Linked DNA regions of Mus musculus: region 1 is linked to region 2. The links are chromatin contacts, called in public promoter capture Hi-C maps. All regions are on one chromosome and are shown on one strand. The core of a region is the stretch at or near the end of the contact, and the rest is flanking DNA. Distances in the headings are between cores, read along the strand shown.

Evidence for each region. Capture Hi-C pulls out chosen DNA fragments and counts their contacts.
Region 1: a promoter capture Hi-C map of liver shows a contact between it and region 2, with 2.3 times the contacts expected there. The contact joins the promoter of Camta2 here to the promoter of Atp1b2 in region 2. A contact is called at or near these places in 1 of 39 promoter capture datasets (hippocampal neurons) and 1 of 9 other capture datasets (liver).

The regions. Positions count from the first base shown.
Region 1 is chr11:70,686,517-70,690,395 of GRCm38.p6, forward strand. Camta2 (calmodulin binding transcription activator 2) reads right to left here and starts at 1,589. Exons shown (of 23, transcript NM_001190376.1): 1 at 1,370-1,589. It overlaps Inca1 (inhibitor of CDK, cyclin A1 interacting protein 1), which reads right to left. Exons shown (of 7, transcript NM_001252484.1): 4 at 3,667-3,706; 5 at 3,230-3,423; 6 at 2,469-2,628; 7 at 1,845-2,233. The coding sequence ends at 2,090.
Region 2 is chr11:69,603,814-69,608,068 of GRCm38.p6, forward strand. Atp1b2 (ATPase, Na+/K+ transporting, beta 2 polypeptide) reads right to left here and starts at 2,147. Exons shown (of 7, transcript NM_013415.6): 1 at 1,448-2,147. The coding sequence starts at 1,559.

The DNA.
Region 1 (3,879 bases), core at 339-2,838, 1.1 Mb after region 2:
GGGTTTAGAACTCAGTGCTGACATCTGGGAAAGATGAAGAAAATGTGGAACTAGAATGTGACAGCAGAACCAGAGAACAGAGATGAAAGAACATAGTACCAGGAACCAACATGAGTGGGGAGACAAGACAGAACAGGGTGCTCAGAAGAAAGGGATGAGTGGGGGATGCTCACAGTGCTGGAGCATTCCCTAGGGCAGGAAGCTGGATCCTGCATGTCTAACCTAGATTCTCACAGGCCCTGACCGACCTGAGAGAGAGTAGGTGAGGTCAGTTAGTAGATCTATTTCTCCACGGAAAAATCAAACAGAAAAAAGAACTCAGGGTACGTTTAGGAAGGGAGAGCAAGGCTAGAGGGAAGGGTAGGCAAGTTGTGAGAGCTGGGGCTCTGGTCCTAGGAGGAGGATGGCTTGGCAAGAAAACCTGGATGCTGAAGGAAAGCAGATCTAAGTCCAAGTCCGGTAACAAGCTGGGCCTTTGAAGACACACCCCAATTTCCTTCTCTCTCTGACTTTTTCTAAGAGGAAGGGTAGAGCTGATAACTGACCTCATGTGCTCTCTCTCAGGTTGGTCAGGGGCTGGGAGAATTTGGAATAGACATGTTGGAGTAAGCTTCCGGGTGGGACATGCCGGCTTCCTCTTTGCAGCTAGAATTCTACTTCACCCTAACACTCCTATTTCCCCAACCTCTGCTTCTTCTCTGGCTCCCAGCCTACCATATCCCCTCTACTGCTCTGGCTCCAGCCTGAGCCTCCGCCCTCTTGAGGAACAGATGGGAGCTGGAGGAGGCTCTCTGCGCGGGTTCTGCCAGGTGTCCGGGGATGGAGAGGGGGTGGAAGCCCATTCAGGATCGGATCGGAGGTGTGCAGAGAGGCTAGGGTTGGGATAAAAAGTCCACCCCAGGGTGCAGGTGCGCAGCTCTGGCTAGGCAGTTTGCCAGGGTGCAGAGCTGGAGCCGGATGAGACTGCGGGCCTGAGAGCGGTGGTCTAAGACTGTCGCCGGGGGTGGGATGCTCTCCCCAAAGGGGGCAGGGGTCCTGGGAGAACCCCGGAGGTGGGAGGGGGTCCCGCCCGCAAACCCGGATGTTCTGGAGAAGCAGCTGAGCAGAGTTCATGAACACCTGGCAGCAAGGGGCAGTGCGGGAGACCGGGGAGGGGGTCTGGGGACTCTCCCCGCACTCTCTGATCCGTGAAGGGGCCCTGCGCCTAGCGGCGCCCCCTGGCGCGGGGAAAGAGGACGGAAGCGGTGAGGTGGGGGCAAACGGGGTGGAGGGACGGTGGTCCCCAGCGCCGCGCTCCACACCCGGGCCGCGTGGAGCTGCGCCCCCTGGCGCGGGGGCGGAGAGGCGGGCTAGAGGCCCTGGCTCTTACCTCCCGGGGTCCCGCGGGTGACGGCGGCAGCGGCCATTCTACCCCAAACCGACCCCCCCTAGCGCCGGCTGACAGCGGCGTTCGACGTCAGTGCGCACGGGGCGGGGCCTCCCAATTAAGGGAACGGGGGTCGGGAAGGGAACCTGGGGTCAGCACACTTGGGACTCTGGGCCAGTCTACGAGACGCGCTGCTGGACCGTCCCTAAAGAGGCAATAGCGCTGAGGAGAACCGGGATCCGGAGGCGGAAGCTCGGCCGATTGACGTGACTTGTGGGCGCAGGAGGATGGGGCGTGGGCAGAGGTCCAGGGCCAGAGCCCTGGAGGCAAAGGAGAGTGCTTGAGAATGCAGAATTCTTCTGGCCTCGGGCGAGACTCGGCAAATTTAGGGACCTAGCCTAACTTCATTGTCCTGAATCCTCAAAAAAATCAACGGAGTCCGCCTTTTCATTCCCCTTCCATCACTACCTCGCACAGAAACAAGACTATTTGGTGCTCTTTAATAACAGAACAGAGAGAACACAAGACCAGGTTCTGGCCTAGAGAAAAACCCGGCTGCGAGTGTACTGGGCAGTTAGATAGGAACTCAAGTGGGCTGTGAATGCCTACGCTATGGGATGGAGACAACAGAGATAGAAAACATCCGCTCTGAAGCCAGCACTAGGGAGTCCTGATGTTTGAATTGATCTTGGGTCCCGTAGCTTGGGCCTGGATGATTTCCCACTACTCCTCAGACTCCAACTCCATCGCCTGGGGATCGTAAACGGGGTTCTTTCTGGCTGTAGCAGTGCTGTAGGTCAAAGAGCTTAGCTGCCCAGAGGCATAAGTCCCCTGCTGGCCTACAGGAGTCCAGGGAGTCCAAAGCAGCTGTAGGTGAGAGCAATTGAGAGCAAGGGGATAAGAAAAGCAAGAATGGAAAAACAGGACTCTCTCCAGATTTCTTAATTGCCAAATTCAGGCACATACCCTCAAAAGCTCAGTTTCTTGACCACTTTTCGTCCTTAAACCAGCTATCCTACCTGGCTCTTGGCTTCTGCCACATCCCCATTTGATTATGAATTGACTTCCTCCCTAACCTTACTGTGTTCCTCTCCAGTTTTACCTGATCTCTGGGAGTGACAGAATAAGTCTCTTTCTGTGGATAGGTTGCCCTCTCTTCTTCCACGTCAAAGTATTTTGTAGTGCTTAGGAGTTCAAAGCCCTCTTCAAGTGCTGGAAGTTCAGGTGTAGCATCAGAGCTGCCCCACTGGGCCCTCTTCAGTCTGTGGAGACATTAGATGGAGGAGACTAGTGCCTGGAGGTCAGTCTTCCAGTCTCTTCATCCCTCACCCCTGGCCTGAAGCACTTCTTGCTGAGAATCACAGGTGCTACCACTGACCTTCAATTCACCCCAACTTTTTGTTCTTCACAGACAAGAATTTTTGATCCAGGGGCCAAACAGTGACCCCCAATTAACGATGTGCTTTCTTGTAATCATGGGCCATGTCACGCCTTCCAGCTTATATGACTTCCATCCCTCAATTGCTTCTTTCCATACTATAGAAATCATGTTTGAGAGTCAGCAAGGTGACTTAGCAGGTAAAGGTATTGGCCACCAAGCCTGATGACCTAAGTCAGGACCCAAATGATGGAAGGAGAGAGCCAGTTCCCATAAATTGTCCTCTGACCTCCACACACATGTTGTGGCATGCACTATATAAGTATATACATAATTAAATGCAAAAAAATAAAGAAATTATATTTCAGTTACACCAAGGACATGGTTCCTTTGTAAGTGCCAATGAATTCTCTTAAAGCTCTTAACTATGCTGCCTCTCTCTAATCCCTGCTTGGCTTGCAGAGGCCCATGCCACGCCTCCTTACTCATTGATGATTCCCTGGCGCCTTCTCAGGTCCTCCAGATGATAAGTAACTGCTCTAACTCGGGCTGGAATGCTTCCAGGTCCCTTCTGCATTCTTTCCAAATGCAGCTTCTTTCTCTTTCTTCTCCAAAGCTTCTCAGGAGGAGGGAGCCCCTCAAGAGGGTGCAGGCTAGGCCGGGAGCAATCAGTGGCCCTCTGTGTCAAGAAGGAAGAATAGTTGCTAAATATAGATAGATGTCAGTTTCAGGGAAACTTGGGCTGGAGAATCTGGGGTTTTTTGGAAGCTTAGGTATGATCTAGAAAACAGGATACTTGATTTACAATAAAAACAGGGCCTGGTTAGTATACTGGTTGGGAAATACCAGAGAGAAATGGTAATAAGGATAGGAAGGCAGTGGGTATAATTTTAACAGAAGGCTGAGAAGCAGTTTGTCCTACCAGAATTGGTGGAATGTACTGTTCTACCATCCAATTGGAGCTGAGAAGAACAAAAACAGGAGCTGGAGTCAGAAAGGACACTCTGATAAATATCATTTCTCTTATAAACTCTCCTAACGACCTGTTGGAGCTACAATTTGCACCAAGTAGTGTGAAATGACTTCCAAATGAGGGCTCGCTGCTGTAAGGATTTATGATCGTTAAAAACTGCAT
Region 2 (4,255 bases), core at 897-3,396:
AAGAATAGGCCACTGTCATTCTGCGGCTAATGCATTTCCAACTTCTCAACCCTGCACGGTCCTGAAAAGGCAGCATCTGTTCCTGCCGTATCGGAACTCGAAGTTAGAGCCGTCTCAGAGCACAAGGATCTGGATGCAACCTGGTAACTGCGCAGCACTCTCAGCCAAATTCTTATCACCTCAGAGGACTCAGGTAGCAAGATCTGTCTGTCTGTCTGTCTGTCTCTCGCCCTGAGGAAGCAGCCCCTGAAATGAGGGGCTAATGGCCCAGCAGTCACCCCCACCTTTAACTCACACAGGATCTTGGCCAGAGTCAAGGAGAAGACAGAATCTCCTAGAAGCCTTCCCTGGACATCATCTCTCAGGACTCCTATCCTAAGCCTCCAGTGAGGAGGACATGCTGTTCCAATCTCCCTGAACTCTCAGTCTTTCTACCTAAGAAGACAGTTCCTCTGTGGAGGCTTCTGAGTAGCCCAAGCATCCATCGTTGATCCTTCACATCCCACAGGGTCTTGGGTTCCTTGAGGACAAGGGCTGCATTGATCTCCTTTCATGGTCCCCTAAGCCTCAGGTGGGTGGTCTGATGAAGACTGTGTCCAATCGATGTGGATATGTCGTAAATTATGTCACACAGAATCCCTTGTGCTTCAATTCTCCAGCTTGGCACTGTCTTGCAAGACTGTCAGTCACCCTTACCTCACCGGGTACCCATCAGCAGCCCCTGACTACCTAAGTCCTTGCACACCCATGAGGTAAGGGTAGAGAGTTCTTCCAAGGCATCTGAGTCCCATGTAAACACCCTGCCTGAGGATGTACCCATATCAGCACAGTGACCATTACTCCCTCCACCTCTGACATCTGAAAACCTCAAGCCTGGAAAAATACCATCCCTCCTGGCAGCCCCCCACCCACAAAGCAGCCACAGAGGACTCCAAACGCCCAATGGTGGAATACAGACAAACAACTTCCGCTGTTAAGAACCCCCCCTCCCAAGACCCCCCTGCCAGATCCGCCTCCTCATGAATGTTCCCAGGGTCCAAGGGGGTGGGTGAGAGCTAAAAATAAACGAGGTTGGCTAGCTAGTGAGAGCCAGAGGGAGAGTTAGGGCACTCTTCGGGGAGAGGGATGATGACCGTGTGCAGCCGCAGGGCCTGAGCCGGAGCGGGAGCGCCGTGGCACGGACACGCGCGCAGAGCCCGCGACCCCCCGCCCGAGGGGGCTCCGCGGGGGGCGGGCAGGCGGCAGTGACCTACTTTCTCCGCCTCCGCAGCGGCCAGTCAGAGAGATTAGACCGCTGATTCGGGGCCCCTCCCGATCCAAAGCCCGACAGTGGGGGCTGGACGCCAGGGACCCGGCAGGGGAGCTGGGGCGACGCCCGCGGGACCCTGCGCCCCAAAGGCATCGCCGAGCGGTCAGCTACCACCTTTCCCGCGCCAGCCCCGCGTACCCCAGCTGGTCCCGGTGCGCCCCATGAACTGGTGCGTCCGCGGGTTCCACACGAACTCCTTCCACTCCTCAACCACCTGCCCGCAGCTCTTCTTCTCTTTCTGGATGACCATCTTGGAGGCACGGGGCGAGTCCCGGCGCGCTGCTGGGGGCTGCGGAGAAGCCGGGGCGTCGCGCGCTGAAGCCCTCCACGCACCAAATGCGCGCGGGAGCGAGGCAGGGAGACTCCAGTCAGATATACAGCTGCTGCAAATTCCGGGGTGCACAGCCACGCACTGTGGTCTGCTGGCAGTGCGGCGAAGGTGCACCGAGGCTAGGCCCCCCGACTGCGATAGAAAGGGGGGCTGTCAAAACAGGGAAAGATAACCAGGGAAAGGGATGCCGAGGCACCTTCACCCCACACACCGCCTAGAAGCAAAACAAAAAGGGGTGCAAAACCAGACGGCTCCAAAATTCGAGCGAAACGCAGAAAAAGCGGGGTGCAAAGAAGCAGGGAAAGATGGGGGAGGGAGCCGCCCCGAAATCCGAGATGCAAAGAGGCTGTAGAACGCGGCAGGTGGCCGATTAAGGCTCCTCCGACAAACGGCGACAGCCACACCACAGTTGGCCCAGCCAGTGGGAGCTGGGGCGGGGACAAGCAGTTGTGGGGGAAAGACAAGGATAGGGGCCCCCCAATCGGAGGCTCCGCTCCTCAGCAGTGCGGGGAGCGCGAACCCTGCGCACAGTCTTTATAGTCTGTGACTCTGAGGGTGTCCGCCCCCTTCCCACCCACCCCTCAGGAACCCCGCCTCTTCGTTGCTCGCTCAGGAGACCTCATACATATGCAAATGAAGATGGATTGGACCCGCCCCCTGGCGCCTTTTTTTTTTTTTTTTTTTTTTTTTTTTTTGGTCCTAGCGGGTTCTTCCTACCCCAGACCCCAGGTACAGTACTGAAACAAGATTGGAAAAGAAGACAAGAGGGTGAGAGTCTGGGTAGACCTAAAGAAGAGAACACCTCCTGAGAGGCTCAAACTGAAAGACGAGCTGATACGTACTCAAAAGTGGGGGGCCCGGGGCAGGGAATTTAAAAAGAGACTAAGATAGAGTTACTTCGAAAGCCTCCGGAACAGAGGGCTGAATGTGAGAGGAATAAAGAAAAGCAAGCGCCAGACACCAAGAAAGAGCCTAGAAACTAGAACATAGAGAGGGATAGAAGCCACCACAGGACGCCCTTCTTCTCGGTTCCACTGGCTCCTTTGTCCAACCTACCTGTTCTCCATGACCAGGGTCCCTGCCATCTTTCCAAACTTGTTTGAGCCCCAAAATTTCCCTGTGTCCCTGATCTACAGCCAGGTCTGCATGGGTCCTGCCTTCCAGCCGCCCCTCCCCACCAGGTCTGATCTCCAGCCCACGCTTGCTGGAGCACCTACACCTGATGCCCCAGCTCTGGAACCTGGGTTCCCTTGGAGTGATGTTGCAGCCCAATAGCTTAAGAAGAAGAGGGGCAGGCTGGAGAGATGGCTCAGCAGTTAAGAGCACTGACTGCTCTTCTGAAGGTCCTGAGTTCAAATCCCAACAACCACATGGTGGCTCACAACCATCCATAATGAGATCTGACCTTGTGTGTCTGAAGACAGCTACAGTGTACTTACATATAATAATAAATAAATCGAAGGAGAAGGAGAAGGAGAAGGAGAAGGAGAAGGAGAGGAAGAGGAAGAGGAAGAGGAAGAGGAAGAGGAAGAGGAAGAGGAAGAAGGCCATTATCTTTATTTCTTTCTGTGGCAGGAACACCACAGTCCATACTTAGAGGAATTGGTTTTTTTCTTCTACCATGTGGATCCTGTACACAAGGCTAGCCTTGAAGAGATGCTCCTGCCTCTGCCCCCCACATTCTGGGTTTATAAAAATATGCCACTATGATATTTTATTACTCTCGGTGATGCTAGTAATGTGTTTTGTTTGTTTGTTTGGTTGGTTGGTTGGTTGGTTTTTATTTTTCTTTTCTTGAGACAGGATCCTGTTTATCTGAGGCTGGTCTGGGACACTGGTCTGAAGCAGCCAAGGTGGTTTCCACTCCTGAATACTGGGATTGCAGGTGTGTACCACCATATCCAGCTCCAGGGTTGCCTTCCTCTGCTGAAATTATAGGTGTTCATGACTATGTCTGACTGTAATTCCAATTTTACTCCAAGTATCACGGAAGTAATTCTAGCATTGTGAAATGACATAATTAAGTTTAATGGATCTTCCAGGCATGCTGGCCATATCTGGACTCAGCTACCTGGGATCCTGGGGTAAAAGGATTGATTGAGGTCAGGAGTTCAAGGTCATTCAGGACAGCATAACAAGACCCTAACTCAGAAGAAGAAGGAGGAAGAGGAGGAGGAGGAAGAGGAGGAGGAGGAGGAGGAGGAGGAGGAGGAGGCAGCAGAAAGAAGAGCCAGATATGTTAATCCATGCTAGTAGCCCAAACTGAAGGTGTGAGGATAATGTTTGAAGCCAGCCTGGGCTAATAGAGAAATCATGTCACAAAAATAAAGCTTCTGTGTGTGTGTGTGTGTGTGTGTGTGTGTGTTTGGGTGGGTGTCATCCCAAGGGAGTTGGAGAAGAATGTGAGTAGATATTATTAAAATACATTGTATATGTGCAAAAAATTCTCAAAGAATAAAATAAAGATATATTACCCTTGTGTGTGTGTGTGTGTGTGTGTGTGTGTGTGTGTGTGTGTGAAGGCCACAAGAAGCAAGGGCAGTTAGGAGACACTACAGCATGTAAGTATTCTAGGTAAGAGAGGCGACTGACTTGAACAAGGACATCAAGGTGGA